2 separate regions of the Athene noctua genome follow, and region 2 is linked to region 1. Evidence: chromatin contacts called from public Hi-C data. All regions are on one chromosome and are shown on one strand. The core of a region is the stretch at or near the end of the contact, and the rest is flanking DNA. Distances in the headings are between cores, read along the strand shown. Region 1 holds the start of KDM4C (lysine demethylase 4C). Region 2 holds the start of UHRF2 (ubiquitin like with PHD and ring finger domains 2).

What was found. A called contact is a pair of places that touch in the nucleus more often than the background predicts.
Region 2: a Hi-C map of heart shows a contact between it and region 1, with 4 times the contacts expected there. The contact joins the promoter of UHRF2 here to the promoter of KDM4C in region 1. A contact is called at or near these places in 2 of 2 Hi-C or Micro-C datasets (heart and liver).

Annotation. Positions count from the first base shown.
Region 1 is chrZ:69,285,254-69,291,386 of bAthNoc1.hap1.1, forward strand. It overlaps KDM4C (lysine demethylase 4C), which reads right to left and starts at 3,784. Exons shown (of 21, transcript XM_074932071.1): 1 at 3,640-3,784.
Region 2 is chrZ:69,459,189-69,465,786 of bAthNoc1.hap1.1, forward strand. UHRF2 (ubiquitin like with PHD and ring finger domains 2) reads right to left here and starts at 4,200. Exons shown (of 16, transcript XM_074931562.1): 1 at 3,632-4,200. The coding sequence starts at 3,784.

The DNA of each region.
Region 1 (6,133 bases), core at 2,534-5,033:
CTCAGATAGTACCTCTGATCACACTGCCAAGGGAGGTTTCCTTGTTCCTCAATTTGAGGTTCGGTCTGTTCCCATACACTCTTCATTTTGCAAGGCTCTGCTATCATTGAACATCTTACCCGACTCAAGGCCTTGTCCTGTGAAATGTTTCTTTTTGTTTTAATCTTTACTCTTTCATTAGTACAAGCTGGAAGGAAAACAGCCTTCAGGAACAGCACGTCAGACCTATCAAGTTCTCACAGTTGCTAACATCACATATCTAAAAAAACCAGTAACTGTATGGGTAACATGTTTTTACAGAATACCACTTCAGTCTTCAGCAATGTACAGATCAAAGCATCCTTAGACAGAGAAGGTATTACTGCATTTTGGGGACTTTTTTTGCCCATGATTTTGAACCATTGCAGGCTTTTAATACCTAAACCATCTATCTCATGATAAAGCATTCCACAATCAGCAATATGATAGTGATAAATCTCCTTCTGCACATTTTTAATATCTCACATTTTAGTTTCATCTGACATCTCATGTGCACACTGGCAACAGTTATCTATCTGCCCATATCTACTTTCAGTCCACACACGACTTACGGATCTCTTGTCATGGTCTCCCACAGCCACCTCTCCCTTAAGCTTAAGACTCCTAGTCTCCTTGCAGAAAAATTCATCCCATCATCACTGCATCATATTCCTGAAGCTTTACCTGTTCCAGTAAATTACTTTTAGTCAGGGGAAAGGGGTACCAAAGCTGTAAGCACTACTCAAGATGCAAGTAAACCATAAATTCACACAATGGTTTAACAACACTCTCAAATTTGGGTGTAGGCCTCATGGAGACCAGAAAGCAGCTTGGCCTAGACCTCAGTTTTTAAAAAGTTAATTTACAAGCACCTAAAAGTTCAGAAAAATACTTACTGCTAATGCAGCCTGTAACACTTCTGGGGATACAAACAGCAGGTGCTGAATGTGAAATGCTTCCTGATTAAACACTTTTAAATGGTTCTGCCATTTCTGCCCATATGCATTTCTCAAAAAAACTCCCTAACTATAGGGCACATTAACTGCCTTTACAGGTCTCCTCCCAAAAGATACCCTTATACCTTGGCTTTCACAACTCCTTAACATCAAAACACACATATCCTTCTCAGGGATATTCTACAGTAACAGTGATACTACTTCTCACAACCTACCACTATATAGCAAATCCTTTATCAGATACAGAACAAGAACAGGACAAAAAAAAACCCAACCTGTAGAGTCTCTATAACCTGAGAAACAAAACGATGTACTTTCTCCCCTTAAAGCTATTTATGGCACATCTGAAACTATATTTCTGCATTCTGGAATTTGGATCTGCAAACTGTTATGAACACCTTCATTATGTGATTTAATCACACAACAATTACTATCTTCCAAGTATAAAATACTGCAGTTCTTCAAAATATGAGTCTATGAATCTATACAAAAATCAAAAACACGTCACTTTTCCATTCTGATACATGAAAGATTAAGCTATCAAGTGATCATGGAGATTTTTTACAAAATAGGTATTAAAATCTTAACATTTCAGAACATCAGATTTGACCAAAGCTGACACCACTGTATACCCTATTCACATTTTGCTCAGCATCATGCTGATGAAACATATCCCAGCAAAAGACACCTATAGAAAAACCTGAGAATTTCAAAGCGAATTAACTGCAGAACTAAGTAGATCAATCAAGAGCTGTTTAAACTGAGAAAGTCCCAAATCTACTCAACACAATATTTTTTAATAAAGTTAGGCATGAAATCATTTTTTTTAATAATTACTGTGCTTGTTCATATAACTTAGGAAGATTCTAATAATTAGCAACTGACAACATAATTTTCTGATTTGAAGGCATTACTGTGGTAATTGTATATTTAGATTTGGTGCAGAACTGTCTACCTGATTGTGGTGCTCATCAATAACTAAGCACTAAAAATTATAGTACTTCAAGTTTTTTTTTTCCTATTTCATCATCTTTACCTTTAAAAAAAAGAGACCAAGTCAATTTATTTTTTTAAAAACATACACTGACTGAAGGTTTTTCCCTTGCATGCATTGGCTCTAACTCTGCCAACAGCTATTTAAGCCTGTCTGCCTATTTGGATGAGACAGTTTCCTGGGTTAGGCCCTAGAAAGGAAACTGCTCTTACACACATCTGTATCTGCACTCAGCTAAAAGAAAACCATCAGCTGCCAGCAATCTATAATATCAGCGCTGCTCCAAACCGAAGTTGAGAGTAAGATAAGCAGAACTGCCACTGGTTCAGTTTACCCTCATTTTAAGTACTCAAAAGCAAATCATGCTTGTGCTTTCCATTGCCTTGTGTTTGGAAGGTATTTCTTGTCAAGCAATACCATGAGTTAGTTATCACAGTTCAAGCAAAGTAAGGGTAAAGCCTAAGAAATTTTATACCACAGTCATTTTCACATTTTTGGTTCGTTAAAAATGTTAACAAAAAAGCCACTGCAGGGTGACAAAAAATAACCTGCATTAGACTGCTAGTGAGTTTCTTGTGAAAAGTGTTTCATCACAGCACCGCTGTTTTTGTAGCCACCAGGTGACCTCCATTGCTGGTTTTGTTGATGTCTCAGAAAAGAACACAGTTTAATAAATGATAAATACTAGATATGCTCTGAACTAGTACAAATCTTTGAAAAACACATGGACACCTGTGTTTTTCCTAACACAGTTAACTATCAGAAAAAAATATTTTGTACACACTTAGCATTTCAGATTGCTAGTCCTTCTGCAGAAGAGTGAAGGCTCATTAACAGAAGCCTATTAACGCGGCATAAAGCCCCGATCCCGCAAATGGCTCTGAAAACACTGTAAACAAGACAGTTCTGAAACTGGCGCGTAACTATTTTACTCAGAAGTTTGAAGCTTTTTTTCCTAACGCTTTACAACAGTTAACTTTCAGGAACGCCTTAACGACATGCAGAAACTAAAGAGCTGTAACAACGCTGCTACACTTTGTGATGAAAAGAGACCGTTTGGGAAGTCACAGAACTCCTCCAATGCCCAAAAAGACACGGAGACAGGCAACGCTCTTTTACTCAGCGCATCCACTCCGACCACCCGGGGAAACCGCCTGGTCTCCCGGAGAGCTTCCACCGCCTGCCTAGAAGGGCTGGCCAAGAACACACGAGCCGTATTTTTCCGACACCTGCCGGTTTCGCTTCCCCAGCCCCGTCCCAGCCGAAAACCACTCGCTCACAACGCGGAGTCCCCGGACGGATTCCCTCCGGGCCGCGGGGCGCCCCGACCCCTCACGCACCCCAGCGGGGGGCTGACGGCCGGCACGACGGCCGTTCCGCGCCTCGCACCCGACCCCCACGGCGTGCCCTGGAGCGGGCGAGCCCGGCGAGCCGCTGCCCGTCTAACCGACCCGCCGGAGCCCCGCGCTCCGACCCGGCCGGACTCCGGCGTTTTCCCCGGCCCTGCCCCACCGCGCACCGCCGTCAGCCCTTCGCCCGTCCCGGCCTTCCCCTACCCTCCCGCTCGCCCCCGGCCCGCGCACACCCCGCGCCGTCCCTCCGAGCCGGCAGGTCGCCCCACACCTCCTCCCCGCAAACCCGTCGCTGCCCAGCCCGGAGCTCGCCCCTCACCTTTCCGGGACGGGGTTAAGCAGGCAGCAGCCAGAGGAAGCCGAGGAGGCTGGGGGAACAGCGGCAGCGCAGGCCGGCAGCGCCGGCCCGCGGGTCCCCAGAGCTCTCGCCGCCCGCGCCGGCGGGACCCCCGCTCCGCGGCGGATGACAGCCGCTGGCTGCGCAAGCGCGCGCCGCCGGGATGGGACGCGCGGTGGACCAGGGGAGGGAGCACGTGACAGAGGCGCGGCGCCCGCGTCACGCGCGAGAGGCGGGCGGCGCCGCCGCGGGCGGTTCCTGGCGGGACGCGGCTGCGGGCGCCGGGGTCTCGCTCCCGCCCCCGCAGAGCGCGGCGGCCGCTGAGGGGTGCGGAGCCGCGTGGCGGTCACGTGGGGACTCTCGCGCCCTGAGGGTGGTCACCTGGCGCGGGAAGCCCGCGGCGCTGCCGTCGGCGGCTGTCGCCGGGCGTGAGGCGGCCCTGCGGCGGCCCTGCGGCCCGGCTCGGGCACAGGCGTGCGGGCCGCCCGCCTCCAGAGCGAGAGGCTGAGCGGTGTCACTGGGGGAAGCGGTGGCGCTGTGAGTGCCTCCTCCGCCACTCCGGCCCCGCAGTCCCTGCCTGCCTCTTGCCCTAGCCGCCCCCGAGCGGTGCGTGCTCTTGAACCGGGAGCCGGCGTTGCCTTCCACCGGCCGCGGCACCTACCGAGAGACGTGTCAGGAAAGCGCAGCCCCGAGTTTACGAACGAAGTCGGTCGGTTCGCCTCAACAATACTTGGCAGGCGAGACCTGGTCCGTAGGAATGATGTATCTATCAGGGCAAGCTGCTAGGTCGACTCGGTTATCCTCCTCCACTCTCATGTCCCTTACCAACCAGTACTGCTATATGAAAGTGATTATGTTTCCAAAAACGTAGTGTTGATGTTAGTGACTAAGCTCCACAGTGCTGTATGTCATGCATTTACTTTCTGGTGGTGCAGTGTAATGTTGACTGTTCATGTGGCTGCTAAAATAAATCAGTCAGGCTTTTTTTTTAACTGTGTGATATGCTTTGATATGTTTTAGTAATCTCCGATTATCTTTCATTTTAGCTTCTGGTTGCTATGGTCAAAAAAATAGTGAAAAATGACGAAAAGATAACTAAAATCCCTTTTAAATGTGCTTCTTCAAGTGTGCCTATTATGTTGAAAGAAGACTTAGTTTACACTTTAAGTGCCAAAGACTTTTTTCAGTATTAATGTAACCTGAAAACGCAGGATTTTTTTTTTTAAAAGAAACACATCTAATCACTGTAATTTTGCTGTTCTCGGAAACTTTCATGTTGCCTTGTCATGTAAGCACAGGGCTACACATTAAATGATAGTAGTACTGTTTATACTGTACCTTCAGTCCCAAGAAAACTCATGCAGCTCTATCTCTGTAGGACATCACTATGAATAGCAGTGTCTAAAATGACTCATATTCATCTGCCTCATAAAAGAACTTTTGGTTTCACTAATACAAGTAGAAATGGAAGAAGTTGTTTGCCTTCTTCCTCAAGCCTTTGGGGGGATGAAGAAAATGCTTATTAGACGACAGTGCAGTTGAATGCAGTTTCTCACAGCTCATTAGGTTCATTCTTTGCTCATCGAGTCAGTTATAAAGCACAAAAGACTGATGATTTAGGATTGTTTTCTAATACGATCTCTAAGAGTCCTGCTGAGTACTTGTTGAAGAGAAAGCACGGCAGTGACTCTTGAAAGCATTGAGTCAGCACCTCTCCTCATCTGATCTTCTTTCAGGTGACAAGTCTCTGTGAGGTCACTATGTGTCCGGACTGTACTACCATATTGCCAAAGCATACACCTCTCCGTGCAAGTATCAGACTGAGGATGTAGTTGGATATTCTGAGAACATTAACCCTCGCCATGCTGTGGCTATGGAAAACTGCTTTGACATCATTCTCCAGTGCCAGTAGTTTAGCACCTCTGTCTTTCTAGATGGAAGAAAGGACAGTGGCCTTCCTCAGAACAGTTACATGATAACATCACAGTTTTATGTATTTGCTGACATGTTCTAGCTGGCATGAAGAATTTTTTTCTTACTGAGGTTTAAGTAAGCTTTTCTGCATGCACTTCCTGCCTTTCATGTTTTCGGCTATGCTTTTAGGTTAGTGTTGGCTACTAACAAAAACCTTGCTCATGTGACCACAGCTACTATGAAAAAAGGTTGTAACCTCTAATTTCCCTCACCTTTAGTTGCTGATGCAATATCTAGGCACCACAAGCTTCCGACCAATAAATGACCTTTCTGCTGTACAACAGTGTATCTCTTTCACTCCCCTTGGCAGAGGTCAGAAGCCACTCTCATTTCAGTAGTTGATGTCTATTTATGAGTTCACCTTCCATGACACCTCTGGGTCCCTGTACCACTCATGGTGTTTGCTAGTTTGAAAACAAACTAGTGGGAGACACCAAGTCAGAATAACAATTTAATAGGGAAATAAAAAAGGGGGGGAATATATATATATATATATATATAT
Region 2 (6,598 bases), core at 2,950-5,449, 170 kb after region 1:
GGGGCCTGTCTTTTGCTCATGATCATAATGGGTGAGTCATTCCTCCCTGTTCTTGTCTCAATTCCTAACCCTTCTGCTTTATGTTCTCCTTTCCATTCCTGAGGGGGAACTGGTGAGTGAGGGGCTGCGCAGTGTTTGGCTGCCAACCAGGTTTAAACGATGACAGAAATGTAAGTAGGTATTAATACCCCTACAGTCTTCCAGACAAGCTTAAGATATCTGGCAAGTTTTCAAACTTCAATAAACTTCAATGTATTTTTACTGCTCAATTTCTCCAACATTGTAACTGAAAGCTAGAAACCCCACAATGACTATAGCTTGGTCCTGTAGAAAATCTACTCTGGTAGGTCAAGATGCCAAGAATTTGTCTTCTGCAGTATCTCCTTCACTTTCATGAATGAAATTGAGAACTCCTCATCAAGAAGTGCTATACAGGTTTTCCAATTAGGACAGAGAGTATGCTGCCAGAAGACAGACGGTCTTGTCTTGCATTTCTGAATTTTAGAGGAACTCCACACAATGCATTGTAATTTCTGAGTTTACTCAGAGTTAACAGGTAACAAGGGAGATAAAGCACTAGATGGGAGTAGTCTATGGTGGAGCAAGGTTAAGATACAATTTATACCAGCAAAAGGAAATATTTATGTCCCTCCAAGAAACTCCTTCCAGCCAACAATCGAACGTCTTCAACAAGGAAATTAAAAGAGATCACTGCAGGCTTCTATTTTCAGTAGACTTCTCTGGCTAACTGCAGACTCAGTTACTGCACCACATTAAGGAACTATGCATACGCTACTATTCTCTTTCCTCATAAAGTTCTGCCTCAACCTACAGAATGACTTCTCTGGCTGATAGACAATAATTCAGCTCTGCAGAAATGTGGATCCCAGAGTCGAGGATGTCCTCACAGACAAGACCAAGTTACAGAGCAATACTACTGTGCTCAGTCTTCAGTGCCGTGTGTGAATGGTAGGTCCTCCAGGCAGTAAGAGTTAAAAACCAGAAACCAGTCTGTTCAAACGAGTAGCGCTTTTCCTGGTTTTGCAAGAAAAAAATAGTAATAAAGTACTACATTAATCACAACACTAGGTTTTCATCAGTAATTCTAGGGTATTTTAACCCTCAAGAACAGGAGGGTGAAGTATTGCCCACTTAACATCCTGCATCTGTGTTTGAAGATCAGACAAGAGCAAATAACAGTATACCATATCAACTACAATAACTGAGCATGGACACTCCTACAGAACAGCAGAATAATGGCTCTAGATCAAAATTTTAGTTGAAGCTGTTCTCTGTGGCAAGCTAAGAACATCAAGTTGTTGAAATTCAGTCCATAAATGGTGACTCTGGTGTCTGTATCCTTACAACTTCAAACAACTCCCATTTTTAGAAAAAAGGAGGTTATTTAGCCAGTCTTCTGGTACACACCACTGGCAAGGTCCACACATTTCTAGAAGGTCCCAGAAAGACAACAGTAACCAGTGCTCAGTAGCAAGATCACAGCTCTACTAGCAGACTGTAGAGATTTAACCATACTGAGTGAATATAGGAAGAGTTTGCACTAGATAACGGTTCTTCCAACACATGCAGGAATACGTGTTTCCACCTCAGTATACTGCTTTCTATTCACTTCACATTTAACTGAGATGCCCTTTTTTATTCTTTAGCACAGCCCTGAGAGAGCTGAAGTTGTTTACAGTTTCCTCTGCTCATGCGTCTCAACATCCAGTTTTACTTGTGCAAGAGCAATCCTTCCAACCTTTTTTCTACTTACTACCACCATGGGATTGGAGAAGCAATCCATAACCATCATGGATACTTCAGAATTAATTATAGTAATTGCAAGAAAACGGACATAAATGGTGAGTGAAGCTATAAAAGAGAACTCCTTAACTCTTCACTGAACACGATCCCAACTGTATCCTAAACTGGATAAACTAAGCACTAAGCTCACAAATGCTGCTCACGTAGGCAATTTCTGCTATAGTATTTCCCTATTCTGCTTTCTTAAGCAAGAAATCTGCTCACTAAAGTGCTGAAGCTGATTGGTCTGGCCACTGATAGACTACGTAGAAAAGCACAACTCATTACAGGCTGATCTCCCCTGTTGCTGGTGTAAGCCTTGCGCCTCACATCAAGCTCTCCACTGAAAGAAGAGGCGTGCTGGCACAGCACAAAGCTAAACAGGTCACACACAACTTCAAGACTGATGTTCCTTGATTTGGTCCCTTCAGAGAAACATGAGATGGTAATTGACTTGGCAGACGCATCCTCACAAACTCTCACTGTCACCAATCTGTAGAACACGAAAGTCTCCTAGTTTGCTAATGGGTTCACAATCTAGGCTTAGCATCTAGCCACTAATACTTACCTCCTAGTCATAGTTACATTTCTATTTGTTACTTTTTTCCCCTTTCTTGGAAAGATACACACTTCATCTCTTTTGAGGCAGAAATGTTAGCGCCTTGCGTTACTCCGTGTAGGTGAACACTGCAACACTCATCTGTTGTAAGGTGAATCTGAAGTGCCACGCTCGCCGAAATACACCACACATCCGACACCCTCGCAGTCAGGTAACAGTTCTGCCTGGCTTAACCACTCGAGCACTGAGTACACCTCATAGTTCGTGCCACGCAGCCTGAAAGGTTACCCCCTCCAGCAACAAAGGCACAGCCTGAGGAAACCTATTCGGATCGAGACCTACCCGGCACCGGAGGGGAAGCACCCGCTCACAGAAAGCGTAACGCCGGGCTCCGCTCCGGATGAAGCGCCCCCCGGGGCTGCCCGCAGCCCCCGCCGCCGTGACACGCCGCTCCCCGCGCCGGGGGAACAGCGCGCACGAGCCCTGCCCGCGCAAACTAACCCCGCGCCGCCGCCGCGCCCACGCGGGAGCCCGCCGGGCCGAGCGCCGCCGGGGCGGGTGGGACGGGTTCGCAGCCGGCGGCCCCCAGAACCGTTACTCCGCGGCGCGTCGCCGGACGCCGGGGGAGGGGCGCGCCGTACCGGCCCCGCAGCGGGTCCTGACGGGACATCGCACTTCGCGCCGCCCCCCCCCCCCCCGCCAGCCCCCCCCGCCACGTGCGGGCCGCGGGGCGGCGTTCCGCCGCGGACACGGCCCGCCGTACCGCCGCGCCACAGGCTCTGCCCCTGTCCGGCCGGGGCGGCGGCCGCCGCGGCTCGGCGGGCGATGCGCGGTCCGGGCGCTCCGCCGGCGGGGCCTGCGGGGGAGGGCGAGAGCGGAGGGGCTCCCTCCCCCTGGCAGCCCTCCGGCCGCCCTGTCACTTCGCTGCGATAAAGGCAGGGGCTGGGGGAGGAGCCTCCCGCGGTTCAGGTGGGAAAATAAACACACAAAGGGGCCTCTCCGGCACCCGCTCGCCGTCGGGGAAGAGGGGGGACAGGAGGGAGCCGGCTCCCAGCGCCTGACGCCTTGGCTCCCTCGGGCCCCCCGCCTCCCTCTAGGCCCGACGGGACGGGAGTAAACAAAAGCCGGAGGCAGGGGACGACACATGGGTGGGGATGAGGACCTCCGCGCAGGGCCACACAAAGAGCCGAGCTCGAGAGGGGACGCGCGGGGCGGGCGACGGGAAAGCCCCCGCCCGCCACCACCCAGGTCGGGGCGTTTCCGCCTCACCTGCTTGCCCCGGTAGAAGAGGCGCTGGCGGTCGGGGCTTACGCGAAAGGTCTCCTGGATCTTCTCCCGCAGGCACTCGATCTTAGTGAGGCGGCTCAGGTCGTCGATGGTCTGCGTCTCGGTGCCGTCTATGGTTCGGACTTGGATCCACATGGTGCGCGCCCTCCCAGTGGCTCCGCCAGCCGCGGGGAGGGGGGGGGAGATCTGGGGCAGGGGGTGGGAAAGCGGTCCGCTCCCCGGGTGCGCGTCTGCGGCGTACGAGGAAGAAGGGGAGGGGGCCGGGCGCTTCCCCCGCTCTTTGTTCGGCTCAGCGGGGCAGGATTTTCAAATCCCGCGGAACAGGCGCGAGCCCTCCCCGCCCGGCGGGCCGCCGTCCTCGCTCGGAGGGGCGCGGAGAGGGAAGGAGACCCGAGCCGATCCCCCGCCGCTTCCCGATCGCCCGCGCCGCGGGCCTCCCCGCGGCAGCACAAGGCGAGGCGGAGTCTGGCGGGAGCCACCGCGGCCAGGTCTAACGGGCGCCGCCGGGAGCCATCTCCCGACCCCGAGGAGTGTTTACCAGGCGCCGCCGCTCTCACATGGAGGTCACGGCGCCAACGCCGATCTCGCGAGAGCCGCCGGCCTCGGCCGTATGAGACAACAACACCGGGGCGGGGGCGCGGGCGGGCGCGGGCGGGCGGCACCACGCCCCCTCCCGCTGCGCTCGGCCCGGCCGCCCGCGCGCCGCAGTCGGGCGGCGCACGGCCCCGCCCCCGGGACCGGCCCCGCCCCCCGCGGCGTCCTCGGCCGGCGGGTGGCGCGAGGCCGGCGGGGAGGGCTTGGCGCGCGCGGGTCAGCGGCCGTTGCCGTTTCCATGGCGGCCGGGCGGGACCGTGTCCCCGGCCCCCGCGCGGGGCGGGCTCCCGGGCCTCGCGGCCCGCAGGGCCTGCGGCCTAGCCCGGCCCGCCGGCTGGCAGCCGTCGGAACGGCCGAGCATCCCTAGGCGGCCGGGAGAGCCGTGTCCGCCAGTGAAGCCCAGACGCTGGCACTTCCGAAGACAAAACATCTCGGCCCAGCCAGATTTAGCTCTAACCAAAAAATACCGGTTAAGTCTGGCTGCGCCTGTTGTATTAGATAGACGAAAACATGGGGCGAGACAAGGGAAGGCAAGCCTCGCTTGTACTTCAAATCCAATGTGGGTGTGTCTTTCTATATTTTTCTAGATTGGGTAATTCTGCAAATTGACATCAGAACAACGTGGGTTTACCACGTTGTTGTGGGCTAGCCCTGGTATGCAGCTGAGCCCCTGTGTGAGCTGGCACAGGCAGGATGCAGGAACAACCACAAATTCACGGATGAAATGCAAAGAGTAAATTTATTCTCGTTACCTCACGACCCGAGGGATCTCTGCAGCAACACTCGGGCAGAGGCACACAAGCGGGGATGCAGGCACAGCAGAGCTCGGGCCTTGCTACTCAGGAAAAGGAGGAGCAAGAACAGATCTTGGGCCGACTGCTTTTGGCTGTATATATCCGGGGTTTTCACAGGCGTACTTTTCCACTGCCACTGCACTTTGATCTTTCCCACATCCAGGAAGGAATCTCAAGGATGTTCAATAAGGTGCCTCTGAGTCTCTCACAGGCCTGTGTTATCTAAGCGCAGACATTCTACCCATCAAGCACACAGACCTAAACAATTAGTGTGATACATGTTTTTTTATCGGCGCCCCAGCTGCAAGTCACTTGAGCGTCTTTGCAGTCCTCCTTGCCGATCTTCCATTGTATTCCCACAATCCCACACAGCCACTTGGTCACTTCCTCACAGCAGGATGGAGAAGAGAATCAGAAGGGCAAAGTGAGAAGCTGTGGGTCAAGATAAAGACGGTTTAACAGGTAAATCGAAAGCTGTGTGCTCAAGCAAAGGAAAATAAGGAATTGATTCAGTACTTTGCATCATCTGGCAGATGGTTAGCCATTTCCAGGAAACGAGAGCTTCATCACATATAAACGTTACTTCGGAAAACAAGCACCGTAACTCCTAATGTCCCACCCTTCCTTCTTCTTCCCACAGCTTGTTTTGCTGAGCATGACATTGTATGGCCTGGGATATCAGTAGGATCACCTGTCCCAGCTGGGTCCCTTTCCAGCTTCTTGCACACCCCCAACCTAGTTGCTGGCAAGGCGGTGTGAAAAACTGAAACATTCCTGATCCTGTGTAAGCACTGTTCAGCAATAGCTAAAACATCCCTGTGTTCAACATCATATTGTTCACAAATCCAAAACACCGAACCAGCGACTTCGAAGAAAATTCACTCCATCCCATCCAAAAACAGTACACATAGATAGTGGTAAAATACTATAAAAATGTATCTGATACAAGGCTCACTAGAAAACCAGGAGATGCAATAATGGATGCCTTTGGGAGGGATTCTGAGCAGCTTTGTTGTCTAACCTTTGCTGTCTTTGGCAGTGTTTTGCTGATTAAGGATACCAATTAAACTCAGACACCAGAGTGAAAAGAGTAGGCGTATTTTACTCGTGATAACCAAGTAATGTAACAGTGTAATACAGAAACATGCAGTAAGAAAAAGCAGAATAGTGCACTTAAAGCAACAAACAGGAGAATACAGGGTAATGTATCAAATCATTACTACACGAGAGAGAGAATGGAGATTAAGAAAAATACATCACCACTTGCATATATTACCATCACCCAGCCCCGCAGTGGCTGGGCAGCCCCGGTCACAGCGAGGCTTTGCAGAGCCTGTCCCGGCAAGGGGGAAATCCTACGCGGTGCCTCCACCCGTAGGTGAGGCTGCCAAAGTCGCTGCAAACCGGCCCAGCACTGTAGACCAGAGATCGACAGGCCAGAAGAGCTGGCACCTTTGTTTTGAGCGGAAAATTTCTCGTTTTATTCTTCTGTTGGATTCCACCCAAAGCCTGGCCAGGGTTCAGGGGGGGAAACCAAGGGAGTTTCTAACAAGGCCAGATC